Linked DNA regions of Mus musculus: region 1 is linked to region 2. A link is a contact called in public ChIA-PET data. All regions are on one chromosome and are shown on one strand. The core of a region is the stretch at or near the end of the contact, and the rest is flanking DNA. Distances in the headings are between cores, read along the strand shown. Region 1 has its middle 15 kb from the start of Gm33538. Region 2 overlaps Arhgef33 (Rho guanine nucleotide exchange factor (GEF) 33).

Region 1 (7,360 bases), core at 4,804-7,303, 450 kb after region 2:
GAAGCCTTCAGGGATTAAGGTTAGTTGAATATAGAATAAACTGATATAATCACAGATGAGTACTTAGTTTTAAGGTCACGGTGTCCTAGAAAGGGCGCCAACATGACACAACTAGATCCTATAAGTACTAAGATGGCAGGCGTGTGCTGCCTCCCTTTTGGAGTTAGTAAAGTTACAACCTACTTATTGAATACTAATGATAGTCAGTATTAATAATTAAGTCAGTAATAGTAGTTAACAACTGAGTCTATAGGGCAGTGGTAGAGCACTAGCCTAGTATAAGCTAGCAGGTCCCAGGTTTAGTTTCTAACACCAGGAAAAAAAAAAAAACCAATCAACCAACCAACCAAACAAACAAACAAACAAACAAAACAGAAAAGCTGGTGGAATCTGAGAATAAGGAAATGTCTACATTCTGGACATAGGTGCAAGAGGATTAGAAGTCCAAAGCTATCCTTAGCTACATAGTGAGTTCAAGGCCAACCTGTGCTACATGAGATCCTGTCTCAAACCAAAGCAAAGCAAGGAATATGTTAGGCCAATCAGTTACCCATATAATAACATCTTTCTGATATGCACAAATTCCATTTGCTAAAGGTAGAAAATCCATTGGATTTTATTTTTCATTAGCCACCTGAAGAACCCTCAATTAATTGAGTTCACTCTGGGGATCCACAGCCATTATTTAAATTATAACCCAACGTGGATAATAACCTCCATTTGGTGCTGTAAAAATCAAACTATTAAGAAATAGTGTATTCCATTTACATAAGCTTTATCTTGTTCCCATGACATTTTTTTTTCAGTGACAAATCGATGTTCCATTGATAAATTAAAAACCACAACCCTGTAGTTCTGGGTGAACTTTTCACCAAGTTTCATTGCTGTAAACGAAAAACCAAAAAGAGTCTAGACTCACAGCTCTCCTTCCCTAGAGGATTAAAGGATTCAGAGATTTCTAGGATGTCCTTTAGGGTATTTGATGCTTTTGCTCTTGTTCATTTCTTTATTGATAAGAGTTTCTTCTTCTTCCTCCTCCTCCTCCTCCTCTTCTTCTTCCTCTTCCTCTCCCTCTCCCTCTTCTCCTCCTCCTTCTCTCCTTCCCCTCCTTCCCCTCCTCCTCCTCCTCCTTCTTCTTCCTCTTCCTCTCCCCCTTCTCCTCCTCCTTCTCTCCTTCCCCTCCTCCTCCTCCTCCTTCTTTTCTTCTTCTTCTTCCTCTTCCTCTCCCTCTTCTCCTCCTCCTTATCTCCTTCTCCTCCTTCCCCTCCTTCCCCTCCTCCTCCTCCTCCTCCTCCTTCTTCTTCTCTTCCTCCTTCTCCTTCTTCTTCTTCTCCTCCTCCTTCTCCTTTCTCCATCTCTCCTCCTCCTCCTTCTCCATCCCTCCTCCTCCTCCTCCTCCTCCTTCTCCATCCCTCCTCCTTCTCCATCTCTCCTCCTCCTCCTCCTCCTCCTCCTTCCTTCCTTCCTTCCTTCCTTTCCATATCATGGCCCAAAATGTAGAGTAGCCTTCCCAAGTCACAGCTTTCATGGATACCTCCTTATGACATAACCAAAGAATCTGAGATCAAGTGTGTTATTTCCACTCCTGGTCATTCTCTGCTGCTCACCCTCCTTCTGTCTTAATAGTTTCCATCACTGGCGTATAGATGGCAATAGTTGGATCATATTTTCTCTGATCTAAGGTAGAAAAGTCAGGCTGTCTCCTTTGAACTAACTCTAAGCCACAACACAGCCCTCTCTACAGTAGCTAGTCTATCTCTCCAAATCTTTGCTTCACGGTCTGGTCATGAGGAAGCTTGTGGCGGGGGTGAGGAACAAGTCAGAAGTGTCTCATGTATTGAAAGGATATTGAGTCACGAACATTCTAGTTCCTTCTGGTGGTGGTTTGAATGAGAACGTGTGCCATAGATTTATATGTTTGAATGTGTGGTACCCAGTTAGTAGAACTATTTGGGAAGGATTAGGAGGCTTCACTGGAGGAGATGTGTCACTGGGAGTGGGCTTGGTAGTTTCCAAAAACCCATGCTAGGACTCTCTCTCTCTCTCTCTCTCTCTCTCTCTCTCTCTCTCTCTCTCTCTCTCTGTCCCCCCTGCCCTGAGGATCAGGATGTAAGATCTTAGCCCTACGCTTGCCATGATGACCATGAACTAATCCTCTGAAACATTAGTAAGCCCTCAGTTAAATGCTTTATAAGAGTTGCCATGGTCACGGTGTCTCTTTACTGTGACAGCAGTAGCGAAAACACTTCAAAAAGCAGCAAATAGACTGACCCTATGGCACCCAGGTGATATATGGATACAGTAACTGTTTCTATTGATCTGAAAACCTGTGCATCACCAGCAGGTTTGTGCACCACCACTTTCCCCGGTGAGCTATCTTGCCAGCCCAGGCCCTAGTTTTAGGTAGAATAGCCAGAGAAGGCTTTAAGCTGAAAGCTATAATCGGAGATGTTATCAGTGGGAAGAGTGGAGGAGAGGACCTTCCAGGCAAGTACCAGATGCACAAAAGCCAAAGGGTAGAAAGGAGAGAAGCTTGGCAAGATCCCGGGGATGCACAGGCATCCACTGGAAACGGGCACAAATTCCTATTAGGATTAGAGCTGAGAATAACAGATCAGAAACAAAATAGGCTTTGACAGGTCGGTCAGATCTCATCTGGAGTATTATGTTGAATCATGAAATTCTGATGCCAAGGCTTGGGGGTTGCCCAGCCTCTGAAGCTGGAAAATAATTCTAAGGCAAGCCTCAGTGTTCATCTGGCCTTATTTGGATTAGAAAACCCATCACTGAGGCTGTGAAGGTGGCTGAGCTGTTAAAGTACTTGTGGCTCAAGCATGATGCCCCAGAATTCATGTAAATTCAAGCAAGACACAGTGGCACATGCATGCGTTCCCACGATCAGAGCAGGCTTGCAATGTTGTTATCAGGAGGCAGAGACAGGCAGACGCCCCTGGGCATTGCTGGTCCATGAGAGACTCTGTCTCAGAGCATGAAGTAGACGGTTCCTGAGGACTGACGCCCCAGGTAGACCTCAAGACTCCCAAGTGTATCCAGACATGTGTGCATGTGCACACACACACCCTCCCCAGTCCACTCTCCTACACAGAAGCTCATGTCTGGCTTGTAATGGCTCACATGGAGAAGGCTTTGTGGAATTGCTGTGAGGAAGAACAGTGTCCAGGATGAAACAGATCTACCTTAAGCACATCTTCATCAGAGCCTTCTCTGACCTGGGACTCTTGTAGCAACCCCCAAATCAAGGAGGGGCTCCTGCCGCGGACTGATCAGCACATTTTCTAATGCTCCTTAGTGCTTCCACATAGCCTGTGTGCACCACTGTAACTGAACACCACAGAGTAGGTGGCATATGCATAGTGACACAGGTTTCTCCTGTTTTAGGGGCTGGGGTGTCTAAGATCAAAGCGTTGGTGGCCTTTCTGTGCCTCCCATGACAGATGAGCACAGATGTCATTCAACTCTTCCAGCCCTTTTGGAAAAGTTCTATTCCCATTTTTTAAATAATACTGCTATACTAATAAATACTTTGCCTCTCGCAGGTTACTTTGGCCCTTCAGTTAAGATACGAGCTTTGAGGCACATGGTCAGCCCTTTTAGATGTCTTTCTGCAGTTTCTATAGAAAACCGTTTGCCAATCTGTGATGTCTAGGAATACCAATTTCTGCTCTTTGAGATTCAGATACCTGCCCCAACGAATGTCCTTGTCTGCTTTCACCTGGATTACTGCTTTGGTGTCTTTATTTAGGTGTTTTTTCTTTTTAAAGATTCATATTTTGTGTGTGTGTGTGTGTATGTATGTATGCATTGTCTACATGTATGTCTGTGCACCTCATGCATGTAGTACTGGAGGAGGCCAGAAGAGGGCATCAGATACTGTTGGAGGGTGCTGGGAATCAAACCCAGGTCCTTTGGCAGCCAATGCTCTTAACTGCTGAGCTATCTCTACAGTTCTGCACTGGTGTCTTTCTAACCTGACCTTCCCAACATCCATGGCAACCTCTGGTCTGTCACCCTGGAGCTGTCAGGGAGTCCAGCTGGAACTCACATCTACTCTTTCATTGCCTAGGTCCTCTCCTTTGCTTAAAGTAGATCCACAGTCATGAGGAATAAAACCAGAGCACGTTAATGTCTTTCTTGTTCTGACCTTCGTCTAAGCTACCATGCTCATCCCTGCTCTGTCCTCTCCCTTGACTTATAGTTACTTGCTCTTGATGAAATTGCCACATTCTCTTACCTTTTCTCTGCCTTCTCCTGTGAGGACTCCAGTCGGCTTCCTTTCTCACCTACCCCCTGTGTACACTTAAGACGGTACATACTTCGTTGTTAACTACCGCAGGGAGCTTGCCTTAGGTTTAATCATGTTTCTTTGCTTCTATCACGGTTTGTGTCAAGCCTCTGCTTTAACAGCCTCCTCCCCCATCTTCCCTACAGCCTTGGGCTTCCTGAGAGCTAGGACTGTGTCCCCGCAGTGTTCAACAGTTCCTGGTTTATAACCCCTTCCCACAGGTTGATGGAGTCCCTGCATTTGCACTTGCCGCCTTCTGAGCCGAGTTCTCGAGTTCTACCGTGTCTCACTGATTGCGAAGAGCCCTGTGAGTTTCTACTTCACAGGTGTGCTTCAGCTCTACCCACCTTTTCAGGACGTAAGAAGTGCTTTGTCTTGAAGGATGAACTGAAGGCGAGGGGGAAAGTTGCTTCTGTAAGCTTTGTTTTCCTCAGATGTGAGAAGTTTGCTAGCAGAATGAGAAAAGATACATGCTGCTTGCCTCAAACCTTTTGGCTGTTAGACTTAGTTATTAACACCGTGGACAAGTATTACAAAGATGAGCGCATTCTTCATTTCATTGTTTGAGACTCTAAATCTTTTCTGTTTGTTCATTTTGTTTTTTGAGACAGGGATTCTTTATATAGCCGTGGCTGTAGACCAGACTGGCCTCTAACTCACAGAAATCCCACTGTCTCTGCCTCCCGAGCACTAGCGTCAACTCAACTAAATTAATAACATTTAAAAATTGCCACAATTTCTTTACCCGCTTGTCAATGAATTTTTAAAACTGTCATTAAACAATCTTTTTGTTGTTGTTATGTGCTTTGAGACAGAGTCTCACCATGTAGGTCAGGCTGGTCTTGAACTCACAATGTGGCTGTGAACTAGAAGTGATCCTCCTGTCTCAGCCTTTTGAATTTTGGAGTTGCAAGCTGGCTTTACCACACTTGGCCATTTTCTATCTTACAAACAGTGCAGAAGGATCTTTTCTGTATCTTCTCCTGGGTATGGCATCATCAGGTTTTATCTCCAAGCTCCAGAAAAGACTTCTTACTTTGATAGTAAACCAACCTGACTAGTCATTTAAGAGAGATAAATAGGGGGCTGGAGACATGGCACAGTGGTTAGAGCACTGGCTGCTCTTCTAGGGGACCTGGGTTCAATTCTCAGCACTCACATGGTAGTTCACAGCTGTTTTATTAACACCAGTGCCCGGGGGATCTGATGTCCTCTCCAGGATTTCTTGGGCACTGAACACACATGAAAGCAAAATACCCATACACATAAAAATTAATTAAAAGAGTGGGTAGGCTGAATAATTTCTGGAATAAAGGGAATGTCAGAAACAGAGTGCACAAATGGACAATGAAACAGTTAAGTTGCTTACAGGGTGTCGATGCTTGCGATGTGTGTTTTGTGTGTTCCTGTGTGTAGGTAGTTTGGGGGCGGGGGGTGGGGGGAATCTCGATTTTGTAAATTTCCAGAAAAACATCTATGAAAACATTGTTTTCCCATTTGGGTATTGAATTCTTTATCAACCATTAGATTGGCCAAGTCTGTCAATTCTTTTAATCTGGGACAGTGGAATTCTGTTCTGTTGAAATTGCCAATAAAATTAAACAATTCCAGTAAATCACTTGGGCTAATGTTTGGCAAAATGTACAAGCAAGAGCTTCACTATTGTTAATTAATTCTAACTGTGGCCCCTCTCATTTATAGCACATGCTTTGGTATGTATGTGAGAGATCCCTTTTACTAGATAGCACATCGGCAACCCAGTTCAAAAAAGGCACCCCAAAACGTATACATTAAAGTTAATCACATAAAGGAAAATCCTTGCGTGGCCTCTACTTATGAAGGCGTGAGATATTATAGGTATACTTTTAACGAGTGTGCAAAGACCATTGTAAGAATGTCTTTTCCCACTGAGGGCTCTGTTTATTATGAATAAAATGTCACATGCATGACGGGTGTCTGGTTTCATTTCTCCAAAACATCTTTCCGGTAGTAGATCTGAGGCAGCTGTGGTTAACCAAAGTATAAACCCTGTGAGGTCTACCAAAACTAGTGTGTATTTACATTCTGACTCACAGTGTCTGCCAGGCATTAATCATAGGGGGGACAAGTAATACTGCTCAGGGTTCACGATTTAATCTTCAATTCACTGCTTTGTAAGTTTGCTGCAGCCCGTGGGAAGGCGCACTGTTGGTTGAAGTTTGCCATCTGCATTGCTGCAATTTCTCCTCACTTGCCACTTTGTGGTGGTTTTGAAAACCCCTTGAAAAAAAAAGCTCTGCACATAGACGCCTCCTGGAAAGGGATTCACCCTGAATGCATTTCACACTTGCGCTGGCACCTTCAGATCAGAGAGCTCCTTCTAATATGTGACTGTCGTGGTGTTACGTGCTATTTTAAAAATCGTGAAAGAGCAGTTTCCAAATATGGGCAACCACTTCCAGGGAAGAGTCAACTGGAGTGTTTAATTAAATGAAGGCACTAGGTTTTTATTACGCTGTCACTGGATATTTGAATAACTAGCTGCAAGTGAGTTCTGTTTGTACAAAAGTGCTCTGGTAATCGTGTTGTTCCTGGGCAAAGCGGAATGGAATGGTCACGTCTCTGTTACTAGAACAAATTAAAGCTTGAAGCACTAAGCAGCACTCACAGAGGAATGAAAAACCTTTCAGCCATGAGCAGCTTTCTTTTCCCACCAGAATGATTGGGTAATTGACTCAACTAGTTTTTTTTCTTCTAGTCACTGTGCTGCCATTTAAATGTTCCTTCCTCCAAAATAGGTTGAAATGTAATTGCCATTATGATGGTATAATGAGGTGGGACCTCAGGGTGACTAGATCACAGCATCCCTGTCCTATCAAGGCCTTGATGAAGGCAGAAAATCCCTTATAAAAGGGAGGAGCCAACACCTTCCACCATGGAAGGACATAGTGGGAAGGCCTTTGCTGGATGCTAGTATCATGTTCAAGAACATCATAGCTTTCAGAATTATGATCCAGATAAATTACTATTTTTATAAATTACCTAGGTTGTTGGTTTTCTTCTTCTCATACCAGCAGA
Region 2 (6,774 bases), core at 1,126-3,625:
AGCGTTTTAGAGTTATAGGGCCTTTGAGTGGGATTTCTTTCCAACTTTCTGAGAGACAAGAAATATGTACTTCAGTGAGGAGGGAGAGGGTGGAGCACTTTACTCACTTCTAGAGTCAGGGTCTCTCTCATGTTTCCCAGGCTGGCCTTGAATTCCCGGACTTAGGTGAGCCAACAGGTGTGTGCTACAGTGCCCGCTGTCCTATTGTTTACTAATTTGTGTCCTAACTTGTTCCAAATCAGGAAATTAAAACAAGACACTGAGGAATTTGAACATAATCTAGCTGCCACGTATTACAGCGTTACTTGAGAAAAGGTCTCACTATGTAACCTAGGGTGGCCTGGAACTTTTCACCATGCCTCAGCCTCCCAAGGCTGCACTGTCACACCTGGTTCAGTTCTGGGCCCCCTTTGCCTTTGGTCATTACAGTCATTACTTATTTGTATGGGGCAAGGAGTACAGAAGACACATACGTGGGGGTCAGAGGACAACTTGATAGAGTTTGTCTGTTCTTGTTCTGGACTCTTGATAGAAGGGCTGTCCTCTTCTCTTTGTTCCGAAAACAGCCAACTAACTGTAAGATAGGTATGCATTTGACTATAGTCTGGTGTGGAGTGCATGCCTGTATTCTTAGTACTCAGGAGGCTTAGCCAGGAGTATTCCTTATAGGTCAAGTTTACCATTGTGACTTGTACCAATGTGTCAAGTCTTACCCATTCTCTAAAAAAGAATAGGTTGGATTCAGTTGGTCTTAGTCTGGGGCAGGGGAAATCATACATGAAATAAGATGAAAATATAAAATAATAAAAGTAATGAAGAAAATACACACTGGTCATTGATTAAGAAAATGTAAGCTTGGTGAGGCGTGGATAATCTCAGCACTCAGGAGGTGGAGGCAGGAAGAGCAGAAGTTCCATGGCTATGTAACAAGTTGGAGCTTAGCCAAGGTTAGCTGAGCCTGTCTAAGATAAGGACTGTTTTATATTTAAGTCTGTGCCACTGGGTTCTAAGAATGATGAGTTAGTAAGGAGAGGTGACAGTTAACCACGAGGCAGGGTTAGGGTAGAGCTGGTAGCGGGCTTGTCAAGCGTGCACTTAACCCCGGCACTGCATAAAAAGAAAGGTGGAGGTGTACTCCTATAATCCCAGCACTTAGGAAGCAGAGGCAGGGGGATCACCGGTTCAGCCCAGTGCCATCCTCCACCGCACAGAAAGCTTGGGCTACTAGAGATCCGGCTTCACAAAACAAACAAAAATCTGCACCATCCACTTCCTGGAGGCCATGGGGGATAGCTGCCCTTTGGGGGTGAGCAGGACTTGAGTTGCCTGAGGCTGGGGGTTCAGGCAGGGACCTGTAAGGACTGAGGTCTTTAGGTGAGCTGCACATGACTTGTAGATGAGGACTCTGAGGGATGAGGTAACAGTATTAGTGGCCACAGGGTATCACTGGCCCTCAGGGTACACTGACTATGACCCATGTGTTTCTGAAGTTAGAGATTTTCCAAACTTTGTCTCTGATTCCCAGCTTCTGGAGTCTGCTCACTTGGGCAATGGTGGGAAGGTACAATCACTCTGAAGACTGCATTTTACTGTTTTCCTAGCAGCCCCCAAAGTGCCAAAGGCAGATCCAAATTGGATGCCGTTTTATCGGAATGATGAAAAACCTTCTCCCAGGAGAGGCAGCAATAACCTGCTTTCCCCTCTCACCTAGAATAGGCCCTGGTGGCTGATGAGCTATTTTACAAAGTGCATGGACTCAGCCACCTCATTTGGGACTTGCGAGACCTGAAATTTCTCTGCTTCAGCAGATGGGGTAATTCCCCAGGACGACTGACTGACTACTTAGTTTCCCCCAATTGATCTCCACCCCTGTCTCTGCAAACAGGCTTTTCCTGGCTGGAGGAAACTTTCTCTGGAGGCCAGGACTGTCCCTCTGAATATCTCTAAGGGTCTTTAGTTGTTCTTCTTCACTTGCAGGTGGCCTTACCAGGTGCGATGTCACTTTGTTTTTTATTTAAATTGATGGTTTGTTTGTTTGTAACAGAGTCCCACTATGTAGCCCTGGCTGGTCTGGAACGTACTATATAGATCAGGTTGGCCTTGAACTCACAGAGATCTCCCATGGGCTGGAAGGAAAGGCATGAGCTTTCCCTCTCACTGAGAGCCCCTGAGAGGCTTCTCCTTAGCTGAGTCCAGCTGGGCAACATGTTTGAGAGACAGAGACAGAAAAAAATCTAGTCAGGGTAGAAAGAGCCACAGAACCTTCCTGCCAGAACCACAGCTCAGGAAATACCCAGGCTATCAAAAGCCACTCTGACACACTCAGGTATACCAAGCAACAACAAGAGACAGAGGGGCCCCCGGAAGAAGGGCCTGAGTTTTGATGAGTTGTGTTATCTCACACGAGGCTTAAACATGTACTCATTCACCTCAGAGCAGGCACTGGCCGTGAGAGAGCAGGCCGTCACGCTTCTCTTCCTGCCAGGTCTTGACACATCAACTCAGCCAAATTACCCAATCCCAAGTAAGCAAGATAATAACGTGGCAATGGAGTAGCTCGGAGGACCAATGGCCGTTCACATTCTGATATAAGGAAGATCTGTGCTCCTGAGCTAAGGAATGGTCCGCTCTGAGTGCTTTCTCTAGATTCCCGCTGGCTCTGGACACACCAGGGCTGTGGTGGGGAACCAGAGTTGGTTTGGAAAGTGAGAGTTGTCTAGGAGTCCTGCTGACTCTTGGTTCTTCAAGCCCGTTGCTGGGTGCAGGCTTTCTCTTAGGGGAACTTTGCGCTGCTGATAGAATAAAATAGTTTTGTTTTCCTCGCCAGTCTATCCACTAAGTTTTGGTATTGGGAAACAAACCCAGGACCCGCACTTGACCCCTGAATGACTCTTCTAATCATTATTTTGAATGGCATCTGTAGTAAATACCATGTTTCTCATAGTCTGCTGGGTGAAAATTCACATTGCTTTCTCAGATTTTTTTTTTTTTGAGAGCACCTGAGGCCCTTTGGGGAGTGTGGTTGGAGCGGGGAGGAGGTTGAGTGCTCTCACCTGAGGAGCCCGATGTGTAGTCAAAGCTAGCTATATATTTGGTGATTCAGTTTTGACATAGGCGTAAAAAACACATTATCTTTGAGATGCCTTCATTTATGCATTTAGAAAATTCCCATGTATGAGTGCTTTGCCTGCATGCATGTCTATGTAACTCACTCTGCGCCTGACGCCCACAGAAGCCAGGAAAGGAGTCAGATTACCTGGGCCTCGAGTTACATGTGACTTGAGCTACCACGTGGGTGCTGGGAATTGAACCTGGGTCCTCTGAAAGCAGCCAGCCAGTGCTAACCCATCTCTTCAGCCCTCATGACAGCGTTGTTTAAACCCCGTGTACTTACACACTGTGAGATTTGTTTTCTCTCATTAGGTGACTTCCAGGGGTCACATTATACTTCTTGCTTCCTTTTATTATGTTGATTACAGAGTTATATGAACAGACTTATAAAGATATTCTAGAGCAAATTATATTTGTCACAGTACTATCCGTTGTTTATGGTATTTTATTTAAGATACGTGAGAATTCATCATCTTAGAGTAGATTTAATATCAGAATCCTAAAACGACCTCAGTGGTTTACATATTACATCTTACTTGCAGGAGATTATATACAAGTCATTGCTATCTCTAAGACTTTCCTAGGATATTATTTGGACTTTATTTGAAAGGATCGATAACGGACCGTCCTTTTCTCCCCCCCCCCATACTCCCCTCCTTTCCTCTCACTTCCCTTCCCCTCCCCTCCTCTTCTCAGAGTGTTGTGATGTTGCCTGAGCTGACCTTGAACTCAAAAAGCCTTCTGCTTCAGCCTCCAGAGGGTTGAGATTGCAGGCGTGTGACCCCGAACCTGGCTTACCCTCCTTTTGGTCCTTCCCACAGATATTTGTTCTGCTTAATTTCTTTTCAGCTTTTAAAGGAACCAATTCTCCAATGTCTAGAATGCAGCCCATCTCGCCACCTAACTTTTACTTAGTGTCAGGTGTGCTGGTGTGACAGGCTGAGTGAGAAGAATTCCAAGTTTATGGCTAATCGGGGCTACTTAATGGGGCTCTGTCTGAGGATACACAAACAAGTGAAGTTATCTGTCAGAAAGTACACACTGCATTTCATCAGCCCAGTTCGGTGTTCTTTGAGTTGTCAGCCACAGTCCCCTCCTTGTGTGTGTGTGTGTGTGTGTGTGTGTGTGTGTGTGTGTGTGTGGTGGTAGTGGCGGGGGAGCATGCATCTACGGTACACTATGTGAAGGTCAGAGGACAAATTGCTGGAATTAGGTCATCAGGCATCATTACCAGCTGCCTCAGTGCCCCAACCGCTCTTCCTCCTCTCCTTTTCCCTCAGTCTTTCCCTCATCACTCAGTCAGGCTCCCTCGCTTTTTAAAATCATCTACTCAATCTGTTTTACTCAAAGACCTAAAAGTAGTTGGGAGGCTGAGGCAAGAGGGCTGCTCTGAGTTTGATGCCATCGTGGGCCCCAAGTCGAATTCCAGGCCAGCCAGATCTTCATGGCAAGATCTTTTCTCTCTCAAAACAAAACAACCATAAACCAGAAATCAAGTAGTACAGAGTCCACAAAGGAATCAATGCTTTATCTCTTTTTATTTACTTATTTATTTTGCTGTGCTTTTTTTTTTTTAAGGGTAGTTGCTGTGGCATGAAGCAATTAAACCCAGAAAACTAGAAAACTAACCGCCATGTGAGGTGGTACGGCTTGTGTAGGGAGGGCACGCTCTGAGGTGAGGCTCAGTCTGTGGGAAATGACTGGGGGTAAACACTGTGCCCACTGATGACCAAGTACAATGTTTCTGACTTTGCGTTAAAAATGATGACACACAAGCCAGTGTTACTCATCATCAAGTGACGTTGATTTTAGCTGACATAGGGACAAATGAACACCAATGCATGCTTCGCACAATGTCTTCAGTAGTTGTTGGACATCACAGAGGTTATATAGACTTTCCTTTCTGATCATGTCTGCAGGCTTTGTTCTGATGAATTATTTAAGTTTTGGGGAAATATTTCCTTGGCACCCTTCCCCCAACACAGAAAGTTCTTGTTCTACTAAATTAGAAATATGCACTGAAGACCCATTCAGCAAAGGACACTGAAGTGGAGATTAACTCAAGTCTGCTTTCAATTAATTTCAATTCCCTGAAGTGCCAACATTTCCATTTTGGTCCCAGCAGTAATTGGAAAGTAATAGGCAAGCCTGAGTTTTTGTAATTGTACGTGTATGTAGGGAAGGAGGGTGAGTATTCTAGGTCACCCTGGGGGAGGGGCAGGAGAGCCCGCGGTCTTCTTCAGATCCCTGTTAATTTTACAGTGTAGTTCTTCAGCTAATTTCATGACAGTCCGGCCTTCCCTTTTCAGATGCAATTTTCCAAGTTTCTGTTTCCCTATATTTACAATTTTATAACCTTTGCTTTTGAAGAGCAGAAACAGATTTTAAAAAGAAAATCCTTCACAGTCAGCTATTGGATGGATCACAGGGCCCCCAATGGAGGAGCTAGAGAAAGTACCCAAGGAGCTAAAGGGGTCTGCAACCCTATAGGTGGAACAACAATATGAACTAACCAGTACCCCAGAGCTTGTGTCTCTAGTTGCATATGAATCAGAAGATGGCCTAGTCGGCCATCACTGGGAAGAGAGGCCCATTGGACTTGCAAACTTTATATGCCTCAGTACAGGGGAACGCCAGGGCCAAGAAGTGGGAGTGGGTGGGTAGGGGAGTGGGTGTGGGTGTGGGGAGGGCATGGGGGACTTCTGGGATAGCACTGGAAATGTAAATGAAGAAAATACCTAATTAAAATAAAATAAAAAAAAGAAAATCCTTTCCAAAAATTATAAGATTGGAATCAAACAAATGCAGGTATTGTGTGAGGGGGACCCAGAGGGGGACCCCAGGACCCTGAAGCTTCTGCTTAGCCCCTCAAAGCACTCAAGAAAGCCTGGTGGAGCCAGAGCTTAGTTGGGTAGAGCACCTTGCTTGCAGAAAAGACCTGCATTTAGTGCTCAGCACCACAGAAACTGGACATGGTGGCACGTGCTTATAATCCCAGCACTTGAGAGCTAGAATCCGGAGGATCGGAAGTTCAAGGGCAACTTCAGCTACATATGAGTCACCCTAGAGAGACGTGTCAGTAGACCTGCACAACCACAGGGACGCGAGTTCCAATCCTAGCACTCTTGTAATGAGCTGGGCATGGTCTCACAAGCCTGTAACCCCAGCATTCTGGGCATGGGGGGTGGCTGGAGACATATCTGTGGCTTGCTGGCTGCCAGCCTGGCAGAAAAACAGAAGCTCCAGGTTCAAGGACAGCCATAAAGGAGGACAACTGATGGTTTCCTCCAGCCTCTGTCTTAGCATTCACACATTGGCTCATGCATCCATACACAGACATGTACATAACACACACATGCGCGCGTGCACACACACACACACACACACACACACAGCTGGGAGACAGAGACACAAATAAGGACAGAGTTAGAAAGACATGGGCAGAGATCAATCCTGGAGATTTCAAAGAGTGTAGGTTGAAAATCATGACTTTATATACAGATCTGCATGAGCAAGAGATCGGCCAACATTTTCTAAAGCTTTAGCAGTATTTCCTCAAAGACCTGCCAAGCCCCAGATGTGTATTTTAAAGGCTACCACTGCAATTTTGGAGATGCAAGGAAAGGTAGATAAAGGGAGTGTGCAGGCCACGTAGACTGGTAA

Evidence for each region. ChIA-PET counts read pairs in DNA pulled down with a chosen protein or histone mark.
Region 1: an RNA polymerase II ChIA-PET map of memory CD8 T cells shows a contact between it and region 2, with 9 read pairs. The contact joins two enhancer-like sites.

What each region holds. Positions count from the first base shown.
Region 1 is chr17:80,766,363-80,773,722 of GRCm38.p6, forward strand. No RefSeq gene overlaps it. Among named protein-coding and RNA genes, the nearest start is that of Gm33538, 15 kb to the right of the region's middle. Within about 2 kb of position 6,054, at least 107 of the 459 cell types and tissues checked have an H3K27ac peak or open chromatin away from gene starts, as enhancers often do. A contact at or near this core is called in memory CD8 T cells, where this site is marked.
Region 2 is chr17:80,321,441-80,328,214 of GRCm38.p6, forward strand. The region is part of intron 1 of Arhgef33 (Rho guanine nucleotide exchange factor (GEF) 33); the gene reads left to right. Among named protein-coding and RNA genes, the nearest start is that of Arhgef33, 17 kb to the left of the region's middle. Within about 2 kb of position 2,376, at least 39 of the 459 cell types and tissues checked have an H3K27ac peak or open chromatin away from gene starts, as enhancers often do. A contact at or near this core is called in memory CD8 T cells, where this site is marked.